2 separate regions of the Mus musculus genome follow, and region 2 is linked to region 1. Evidence: chromatin contacts called from public HiChIP or PLAC-seq data. All regions are on one chromosome and are shown on one strand. Each heading gives the region's core, a stretch centred on a gene start, on an enhancer-like site or on the middle of the called end of the contact. The rest is flanking DNA. Distances are from core to core; before and after follow the strand shown.

Region 1 (5,336 bases), core at 2,299-4,798:
GCTGCCTGTTGGAAGTTCTGGCTAACTTAGGCCAGCAGACTCAAACCACAGGTTCACAGGCCCAGCCATGGAGGTCTTGAAGGTAGAGTTGCCAGAGAGAACATAGAAACACTTCCCCAAACCTTCAGGATATGTTTCGACTACATCATTGCAATGTTTATTTCAAATTCAAATACAACAAACCATCCAACAATTTCATTTGCTAAACCCTGGCAGCAGTAGTCAGGGAAGACCCAGTGTGGAGGATGGTTAGTGTGGGAAGCATGAATTACCTCCTGCCAGCTGTTTTCTGAGTTCACCCATGTGTGTGCCTGCCCCCACTGATGCCGCTAAAGCTACCCCAGCAGCACCCCATGCACAGTGGGAAGCTACAGACGTTACAGAAGAAACACCAAAGAAGACCATCATACGGAACAAAGATAGAGAAAAGGCAGCAAGCTGCCCCCACTGCCCATTGGGACACAGCCACCTGACAGCCACCACCTTGTCTCTTTGCAGATGACTGCTCCCAGCAATGATTGTGTGAAGCCAAGCCACACAGTAGCCTTGGTGCTTGTTCTGAAGCTAGAGCAAACCTGGAAACTGGTCCAAGACTGCTGCTCCATCCATGTTAAGTGTCCAGGAGACAATCATTCAGACCCTTGGAGGCAGGGATGCTGTTGGAGGCAGGGATGCTGCCTCACACACCAAGAGGTAACCCAAGGGAAGTAAGGCCTCTGGACATTGTGCACTCTACATCCTTAGACCCAGTGCTTGCCTGAGTGATCTAAAGGTTGGCAATGGTATTTGAGCTTGCCCAGACCTGGGATAGCTGAATTCCTCTCAGGACAGTAGGCTGGATAACTGGCTCCATTCACATGGGGAGACCTGCCAGACTAACTACTATTTAAAATGATCGTTCAACCAGGGAGATGGTAAAGGCACTTGTCACCAAACCTAATGCCCTGAGTTTGAACCCCAGAGCCCACATGATACAAGGAGAGAAACAATTCCTCCTCAGACATGTACATGTCTGCACATGTACATATGTGCACACACACACAATGTTAAATATATATGTGGTTTTTTGTTTTGGTTTTGTTTTGGTTTTTTGTTTTTGGTTGGTTGGTTGGTTTTTTGAGACAGGGTTTCTCTGTATAGCCTGGGCTGTCTGGAACTCACTCCGTAGACCAGGCTGGCCTCAAATTCAGAAACCCACTTGCCTCTGCCTCCCAAGAGCTGGTGGTATTAAAGGCATGTACTACCATCACCAGACTGAAAATATCTACTTGTAAAAGGGCTTAGTCCTCAGGTTCTTTCCTGACAGGCAATGTTGTCACGTGACATGGTATAAAAGGACTCCATGGCCACAGGGCAAGTGGAGCCCCAGGCTATCCTCTCTGGACAGGTTTGTGGTTTTTTCCTAGGAAGTGAATATTTTGCAAGGTCAGAGACTCTTGTCTTCTGCAGGCCCTCTCCCACCTGCACTCCTACCATGTGAAGTTATGGTGAGCAGATGCTCCCAGATGTGAGCAGGCTGCCAGTTGCATGTGGTATCTCCCCACCCTCCATTTAGAAGAAAAAAGACTCAGAAGGGCTAGAGGTGCAATAAGCCATCTCAAAGTCTCGGAGGTGCAATCTCTAGCTATACCTGGGACTTCAGAAATGCTTCATCCATTAAGAAACTCCAATCTAGGACTGGAGAGATGGCTCAGCAGTTAAGAGCACTGACTGCTCTTCCCAGAGGTCCTGAGTTCAAATCCCAGCAACCACATGGTGGCTCACAACCATCTGTAATGAGATCTGATGCCCTCTTCTGGTATGTCTGAAGACAGCTACAGTGTACTTACATATAATAAATAATTAAATAAATCTGAAAGAAAGAAAGGAAGGAAGGAAGGAAGGAAGGAAGGAAGGAAGAAAGAAAGAAAGAAAGAAAGAAAGAAAGAAAGAAAGAAAGAAAGAAAGAAAAAAGAAAGAAAGAAGGAAAGAAGGAAAGAAGGAAAGAAGGAAGGAAGGAGAGAGAGAGAGAGAGAAAGAAAGAAAGAGAGAGAGAGAAAGAAAATCCAGTCTAAGGGCAAGAGGGTGTCCCCCAAGGCTCAGTTCATATGGTACAGCCTGAGGCGAGAGGCTCCTCCCTTCCAGAGTGCTTGTGTTTGACTGGGTGGAGCATAGGTGCACAGGACTAAGTGCTGGGGGCCCTTGAGACCCCACAAGCACAGTGCTTTTGAGACCCCACAAGTGCAATTTGTGGTTTTATTTGCCAGACCTCAGTGTGAGACCCAATCAGAACCGAGTGCTGGTTCAGTGGATGAATGTCAGTAAAAAGGAGAGTGTTTCAGTCAGACAATCTGTAATTCTGTGGGATGGGTGTTGGCTCATGCTAATGATATCAAGTGTACACACACACACACACACACACACACACACACACACACACACACGTGTGCGCACTCACTCAAAAATCACCATACATGAAAAATGTGTGAAGTACAATTAATGTGTTGATTGTCGCCGGGCACGGTGGCATATGCCTTTAATCCCAGCAGTCGGGAGGCAGAGGCAGGTGGATTTCGGAGTTTGAGGCCACCCTGGTCTACAAAGTGAGTTCCAGGACAGCCAGGGCTCTACAGAAAAACCCTATCTTGAAAAATACCCCCCGCCAAAAAATTCTGCTGATTGTCTACCTCCAGCGTAGCCGCACGCACTGCACAGCGATGACTGACTGTTTCCTCTACTGGTCTCTAGTTCTTAGATGTGTCAGCTCAAAGCCGGGGCCCAGCATCATGAAAAGGGATTGTAGTATATACCACTAGCCTGAGAAAAAGTCCAAACTCACTATTCAGTGTATGGTTTCTATTGAATACACACCAATTTCACACTATGGCTTAGTCAAAAAGTCCTGTCAGGCCACTGGCATGTGTATGTACAGACATCTACAGGGACAGACAAACGTGCACACATGCCAACGGAAAGTCATCACCTGTAGGCTGAATACAGATTTTTCTTGAAACTTGTATCATCTTGTAGACCATAACACGTAGTGTGTGTGTGTGTGTGTGTGTGTGTGTGTGTGTGTGTTTATATATGCACATATGTGTATAGGTTTTCCAGGTAACTTGTATTACTTCTGGTGCGTCCGCTGCTGAGCAGCCCTGTTCACTCCAAGAGAAAGAAAATGTTAATAAACCGAAAGCGCCCTGGCTTCTCAGGAAATAAGCTGGCAGGATTTTTAGTAAGAGCAGGATCTGAGCCAGTGTTGAAGGGCCTATGAACTGACTGCCGGAAGGGCTCAGGCGTGGGAGGCAGGAAGTCAGTCTAGCCTCTCTGCCTTTGACGCCCTAAGCAGTTTGGCCTTCTTAAGCAGTTAGTTACCTGTAAAATAATCAGAGCCAGCTCCTGTGACCTGTCTGTGATGAAACTGCCTCATACGAGGATCCAGACGTGACGCCAGGGCTCTTCCTCACTCTCACAGTCAAAAGCTTTCACCTTACACACTAGCCCAAGCTGTTCCCACAACCCTGTGACAAAGTCCCTTTAGCAGCAGCCCCATTCTTGTGCCCTACAACACACCAAAGGACTACCACAGACAAAAACCTTGAAACAAAAAAACACCAGGGCTGAGCCCACCCCCTTAGCATGTATAAGATACACACAGGAAGGAAGTGGCTGGCTGATTCAAGGAGGCAGGGCTACAATGTCTCCAGGAAGGAATATTTTCCAACCAGTTCACCCTGCCTGTGGTTTTGAACAAGATTTCAGACATAGCTCTAGCCAGTCCCCAGCCCCCTGCTGTGTCGCTCCTGGACCCTCCACCAACATGGGCAGCAGCTGCTGTCTAGACACAGCAACAAGGGTGGGTGCCCATGCAGGAAGTCATCCAGCAGGCTGCTCTGCTCAATGGTCTTGGAGTTGGAAGCAAGCAAGAGAGGCACAAGCTGCTTGTGGTGGGAGCAGGAAGGGCCAGGCCCTGCCTGGTGGGCAGGGAAGAGGACATTCCCCCCTGCCTCTTGCTGGGTACTCCCGGAGATGACTCATCAGCAAACCTGTTTTTGGTTTCTGCTCATAACTAGCTCCAGGTCTCAGCAGATCCAGCTCTGAGCTCCAGGGTCTCTCCAAACAGGACCCTCCCTGGATTGGAAGTTTCTTCTCTGTGTCTGTGACTGGGAGGGCTTACAGGAAGGATCCAGTTCTGAGCTCTTCCATCCCCTGCCCTTCTGTGTCCAAAGCTTCCCCTCTGTTAAAGCTCTTGTTGCAGGGTAGGCAAGAACACTGGGGCACTTCCCACTCTGCCATGGACACTGGCACTCTGTCCTTCCTCCCTGTCCTCTGCTCACGTCCTATCTGGTGTCAGCTTTAGCAACTTTCTGGACTCTCCAGATGGAAAGTCCCTCTTTCTTACTGCCTCTAATCTGACACCATAACCAATGGCAACTATGTATCCAGCCATGTGAGTCCAACTGAGTCACTTCAACTTGCTGAGCTTCAGTTCTACATCTGTAGGGTAGGCATGTTGAGAGATGCCAACAGAGATGAAGCAACCATTGTGAAGCAAGGAGCTGAGCACCTAGAGCTGGTCCAGGACCCTGGTAGACACTAACACCAGGGCAGAGGGTGCTGAGTGATCTTTTTTCCAGGCAGTGGCCACTCCCCCCCTTCAATCAGATTAGCCAGTTCCCCCACATCTCCACCCACAGTCTTGCCTGCATATGGTAGGTCTGACATGTAGTTGAGGGCCAGCAGACTCCACGTAGAGGAAGGCAGCCAAAACCCCAGAAGAGCCAACAACCTCTCCCATAGAGAAGAACAGATAGAGAGCAGATGGAGCCTTTACTGTTAGGGGCTGCCTGGGCCAGACACCCATTTCACAGACTACAGGTGCCAGTCAGTGAGGCCCACACAGGAACAGGGCTGGGTCCTCCATAGAGAGCTTACAGCTAAGCTCTCAGAGTGGGTGGCATTGAAGTGCCATTCCCCAGGACAACAAAGCCTGCAGGTAGGGAGGCTTCTTGACTGGTGACAGTCAGAACAGAGCTAGAGGTCATGGACTTGGCCTTGGAACTGAGGAGCTGGAGCCCTTTCTCCTAGACTGTCCTTGCCTCCATGAATGGACAGCAACAGGGTACAAATCTGAAGGCCAGGGAAGGAGAAAACCAGTCCAATGTCCCAGGACTCTATAGGGATCACTCTCAGAGGGTCGTTGTCTTGGCCCATTCCTGGGTGACCAAATTCTCTTGGTGGTTTAAAAATAAAGGTCATATGGACACATCTTTCTATGAGTGGACCCTGACCTGTGACCTTTGGAGACACCAAATCTGGAAAGCACTGGCCACCACCCAGCACCAAGACCCGGTATT
Region 2 (5,027 bases), core at 1,799-4,298, 200 kb after region 1:
TCAGGACCTCTGGAAGAGCAGTCAGTGCTCTTAACCGATGAGCCATCATCTCTCCAGCCCTAAGGTTCAATTTCTAAAGATACAAGTATTTGTTTACTCTATTATTATTGATAGGTACTTATGTAATCCCTAGTGTTTTGGCTATTAAAGCAATGCTGTGGTCATTCTAGGGTGTCTTTCATGGGATGTAGAGTGTGTAGACCCCATGAGAGGAATTTCTGGGTCATAGCTTTAGAGACAAGTCTGTTCCTTAGAGTGATGGTATCCAGCGGCCCACGTCAACAGTGTGTGGGTTCTGGTTTTTCTTTTTCCCCAGCAAAGCTTGGGATTTATTCTTTCACTCCAGTGGCTGTGATGTCACAGTGAAGGCCTTTCCTCTCCCCTTTCCTCTCCTCTCCCTCTCTATTTCTTTTCCTTATTTCTTCCCCTTCTCTTCTCCTCCTTTCTCCTTCTCCTTCTGTTTTTAGCTATCAGCTTTATTGTGATACAATTTGTCTGTCTAAGAATATTCAGTTCATTTGAACATTCTGACAGAGCTGAGTGATCATCACCAGTCACTGAGTCCTGACTTAAGGTTTTACTGCTGTGAACAGATGCCATGACCAAGGCAACTCTATTTTTTTTTTTTAAGATTTATTTATTTATTATTATATGTAAGTACACTGTTGCTTTCTTCCGACACGCTAGAAGAGGGAGTCAGATCTCATTACAGATGGTTGTGAGCCACCATGTGGTTGCTGGGATTTGAACTCAGGGCCTTTGGAAGAGCAGTCAGTGCTCTTAACCGCTGAGCCATCTCACCAGCCCCCCCCAAGGCAACTCTTATAAGGACAACATTTAATTGGGGCTGGCTTACAGGTTCAGAGGTTCAGTCCATTATTATCAAGGTAGGAAGCATGGCAGCATCCCGGTAGGCATGGTGCAGGAGGAGCTGAGAGTTTTGAAGGCTGCTAGTGGAAGACTCCATTCCAGGCAACTAGGATAAGGATCTTAAAGCCCACACCCACAGTGCCACACCTACTTCATTCTAATAGTGCCACTCCCTGGGCTGAGCATATACAAAGCATCACAAAGTCCCCAAAGAAACACATAACCTTTGGCTAGTACACCCATATCCTTCTTTTTTTTTTTTTTTAAGATTTATTTATTTATTATATGTAAGTACTCTGTAGCTGTCCTCAGATACTCCAGAAGAGGGCATCAGATTTCGTTATGGATGGTTGTGAGCCACCATGTGGTTGCTGGGATTTGACCTTTGGAAGAACAGTCGCTCTTAACCATTGAGCCATCTCACCAGCCCTCCACCCACATCCTTTTTAACCCCAGTACTGGACAACTATAGACCTACTCTGTATCTCATATGAATTTTTCTCTTCAAAGACTTTTATATGTATGGAATCAGATAATATATGGTCTTCTGTGACTGGCTTCTTTCAATGACAAGTCTCCTTCATTCTCCATTCAAATATGGACATGTATCCCTGAATAGATGCACACTTTGCTCGTCCCATCATCATTTGAGAGGGCCTCTGAGTTATTTCTACTTTGGACCTCTTATAAACAGTATTGCTGTGAGTACTGGCTGTGTAGGGATTTTTTTTTTTTCATCCATTTTGGATGTACACCTAGGAGCAAAATTGCTGGTCAAGTCCCTAAACTTTTGGATAATTGAAGATTGATTGTTTCCTAAAGATCCATACCAGTTTACACTCTTGCGAGCCATGCCCCAGTCTCTCAGGATCCTTGCCAGCATGTGCTTTTGCCTGACTCTCTTTTCATGAAGTGTTGTGGATGAGATGGTCTCACGATGATACACTGTAGTTTAAATTCTTCCTTGAAGAAATGGGGTTGAGTTCCCTATCAGATTTGTTAGCCATTCAGAGATGTTCTTTCATGAAGTTTCCACTTAAGCCTTTAATGTTTTCTTTCCCCGTTGAAGTATTTGCTTCTCCACTCCCTTTTATGGTTCTGGGCCCAAACCCAAGACTTCATTTATGCCAAGTGAGTGCTTTACCACTCAACTGTGTCCTCAGCTTTTCTACAATCTTCTTATTGATTCTAAAGACCTCTTTACATATTGTAGACATCAGCCCTTTATTTGGATGTGTTTTGTAAATATTCTACACGCCCCCAAGTTGTACATGTATGCATGCCTTCTTCCTTCTCTCCTTCCTTCCATTCTTCTGTCCTTCTTTTCTTCCTTTCTCCCTCCCTCCCTCCCTTTCTCCTTTCCTCCCTCATTCCTTCCCTCCCTTCCTCCTTCCTTTCCTTCTTTCTTGGTCTATATGGTATAGTGGCCCATGCACGCCATATGGAGGCCAGAGGTCAATGTTAGGTGTCTTTCCCTGTAGCTCCTTACTTTGATTTTTGAGATGGCTTCTCTCACTTACCTGTAGTTCACTTTTTCAGATGGACAGACTTCCCAGTAAGCCCAGGGGCTCCATCTGGTTCTGACTCTGACATCTGAGGCCGTGCTACATACACAACCACCAGCCCTGGCTTTTTCTGTGGGAACTGAGGAACTAAACTAAGATCCTCACACAGAGAGCAGGCACTTTATCACCAAGCCTTCTCCCCAGCCTCAGCTTTTAATCTATTAATAAATCTTTAAACATGAGTTTCTAATTTTACTATGGTCACCTCTGTTTGCTTTTCTTTCTTTTCTCCTTTTCTCTCCTTTCCTCCCCTTCCTCACTGTTGCTGTTGCTTTGGTCATTGCCCTCTTTATCTTTCCTTCACAGTTTCTTAGAGGGAAGTCAGAAGTCGCCCACACAATCTTCACAGACACCAGCTTTACCATAACATTTGAATACAGTGGCAACTTCCTGTCCCGAAGCCTCGCCTTTTCTGGTACTTCTGCCCGAGCAACTGTAGGTAATAATCAAAGGACTACCCAGTGCCTCGTTTCCCATGGTCAATGAGTTCATCTCCACGTGCATGGTCAAAGAGGAGAAGAGCGAGCCCAGCCGCAGAGATCCAGCTCTGTGGTCTGTTCCCTGAGTCAGTCAGTATGTGTCTGCTCAGGAAAAACAGTCAGTGCCCGATTGCCTCACATGGGAACTGGCTACAGAGAGAGTGCGGAGGCCGGATGATGAAAGAGTTGCTGAGAGGAGAGGGCTGGAGAAGCAAAGGAAGAAGGCTGTGTGTGTGTGTGTGTGTGTGTGTGTGTGTGTGTGTGTGTGTGTGCTTCTGCTGCTAGGGTAGGAAGAGCACATACCCATGTCTTGGGTAATTGGTGCTACTGCGACAGACTATCTCAGACCCCACCCAGCTTAACTTAACTTATAAACAGCAGGGATTTAACCTGCACACTGCTGGGGCCTGGGGCACTGGTGAGCGATGATTCTACTGTAGGCTTCCTGTTTTGTAGTTGGTGCTTGTCTCAGAGTCTTCGGATGGTGGAAGGGCTGAGGGATCTACCCCCTCCCTTTTATTGTTCTCAGTGTGAATGTGTGCGTGCGTGTTTGTGTCTGTGCCTGTGTGCACGTGGGCACATACGGCACATGGCAGGACATGCCTGGGAAGGTCAGAGGAAAATCACAAATGTGGGTTTTCACTTTGTAGCTTATTTGAGAAAAATTCTTCTCTCCCTGTCTCTATAAAGAATATCTTTCGCTGGGCAGTGGTGGCGCATGACTTTAATCCCAGCACTTGAGAGGCAGAGGCAGGTAGATTTCTGAGTTCGAGGCCAGCCTGGTCTACAGAGTGAGTTCCAGGACAGCCAGGGCTATACAGAGAAACCCTGTCTCGAAAAACCAAAAAAAAAAAAAAAAAAAAAGCAAAAAACCAAAAACCAAAAAACTTTCATCCTTTGAAAATCTGTACATATAAACAATGTGTCTTGATCAGACCCACTCCCAGGTCTTCTTCCCTTCTCTCCCACTTCTACAAGGTACCTCCCAGCATTCCCTTCCTACAGAATGTGCTCTCTTTCTCACTCACTTTTTATACACACACACACACACACTTGCTCACACACACACACACACGATGCACAGTCATATGCACAGACACAGATACACACAGAAACACACACACAGATACACATAGGCACAGATATACATGGACATACACAGACATACACACAGAGATACATACACACAGAGAGAGACACACACAGGCACACATGTACACAGGCACACAGATACATATATACACAGACACATACACACATAGAGATACACACACACACACACAGGCACATACACAAAGATACACACACACACACACACACACACAGAGTTGACTGATCTTGTGCAGATAGCTATCATGGCAGAGAGCTCATAGGTGCAGTGCCATGCTGTGTAGAGATGACAGCACTTCACAGCATACCTCCTTATCTGCTAGCTCTTAGATTCCTTCAACCCCTTCTTTCACAAAGTTCCCTGAGCCTCGGTAGGCAGGGAGTCGCAGGCAGGGAGTCGTTCATGCAGACCTGTCTCACTCAACATTAAGTAATCACTTATTATCAACACTTTGACCAGTTAGGAGTTTTTACGTTAACTCATGACCATAGCAAAGAGAAGTTCCTTTGGCTAAGGTTGTGGGAAGGCAGAATGGATTCATGAGTATAAACATAGTATATATAGGAAGCAATTTTGTAACAGTTCCATTTCAAAAGGCAACAGTATAGTCGATTCTCCTCTTGCGCCTCTGACCTCAGAGCTTTTCGCTAGACTTATAGTACCAGCCATGAATTTCATCCTATGGAGCTGGCTTCAAATCTAACCAGAGAGTTGTTGGTTACCCCATAACCTTCCTCTCACCGTCCTCTGTCCTGCCTGGTCGGATGGTATTGTAGCACGCGGTGTTCGCTCCTGGGTAATACCGCAGATGGATTTTCTTCCCAGTAGCTCCATTGCACTTCGGTCACTGTGACACGTAGGAGGACATTTCCAGCTTGATTTTCAGATGTGTTTCTTTGTCCTTAACTGCTGAATAACCAGACTAGCTGGCCTGAAAGCATCCAGGTATTCCCTCCTATCACCCGATGGGATGCTGGGGGTAAATATGCCCCTTCTATCAGC

Evidence for each region. HiChIP or PLAC-seq counts read pairs in DNA pulled down with a chosen protein or histone mark.
Region 2: an H3K27ac HiChIP or PLAC-seq map of regulatory T cells shows a contact between it and region 1, with 2.3 times the contacts expected there. The contact joins two enhancer-like sites. A contact is called at or near these places in 2 of 484 Hi-C or Micro-C datasets (bone marrow-derived macrophages and long-term hematopoietic stem cells) and 2 of 115 datasets of contacts at active chromatin or transcription factors (embryonic stem cells and regulatory T cells).

The regions. Positions count from the first base shown.
Region 1 is chr7:63,812,908-63,818,243 of GRCm38.p6, forward strand. No RefSeq gene overlaps it. Among named protein-coding and RNA genes, the nearest start is that of Gm39023, 37 kb to the right of the region's middle. Within about 2 kb of position 3,549, at least 138 of the 459 cell types and tissues checked have an H3K27ac peak or open chromatin away from gene starts, as enhancers often do. A contact at or near this core is called in bone marrow-derived macrophages, long-term hematopoietic stem cells and regulatory T cells, where this site is marked.
Region 2 is chr7:64,008,908-64,013,934 of GRCm38.p6, forward strand. It overlaps Gm32633 (predicted gene, 32633), which reads left to right. Exons shown (of 6, transcript NR_169109.1): 4 at 2,742-2,874. Among named protein-coding and RNA genes, the nearest start is that of Gm32633, 25 kb to the left of the region's middle. Within about 2 kb of position 3,049, at least 172 of the 459 cell types and tissues checked have an H3K27ac peak or open chromatin away from gene starts, as enhancers often do. A contact at or near this core is called in bone marrow-derived macrophages, long-term hematopoietic stem cells and regulatory T cells, where this site is marked.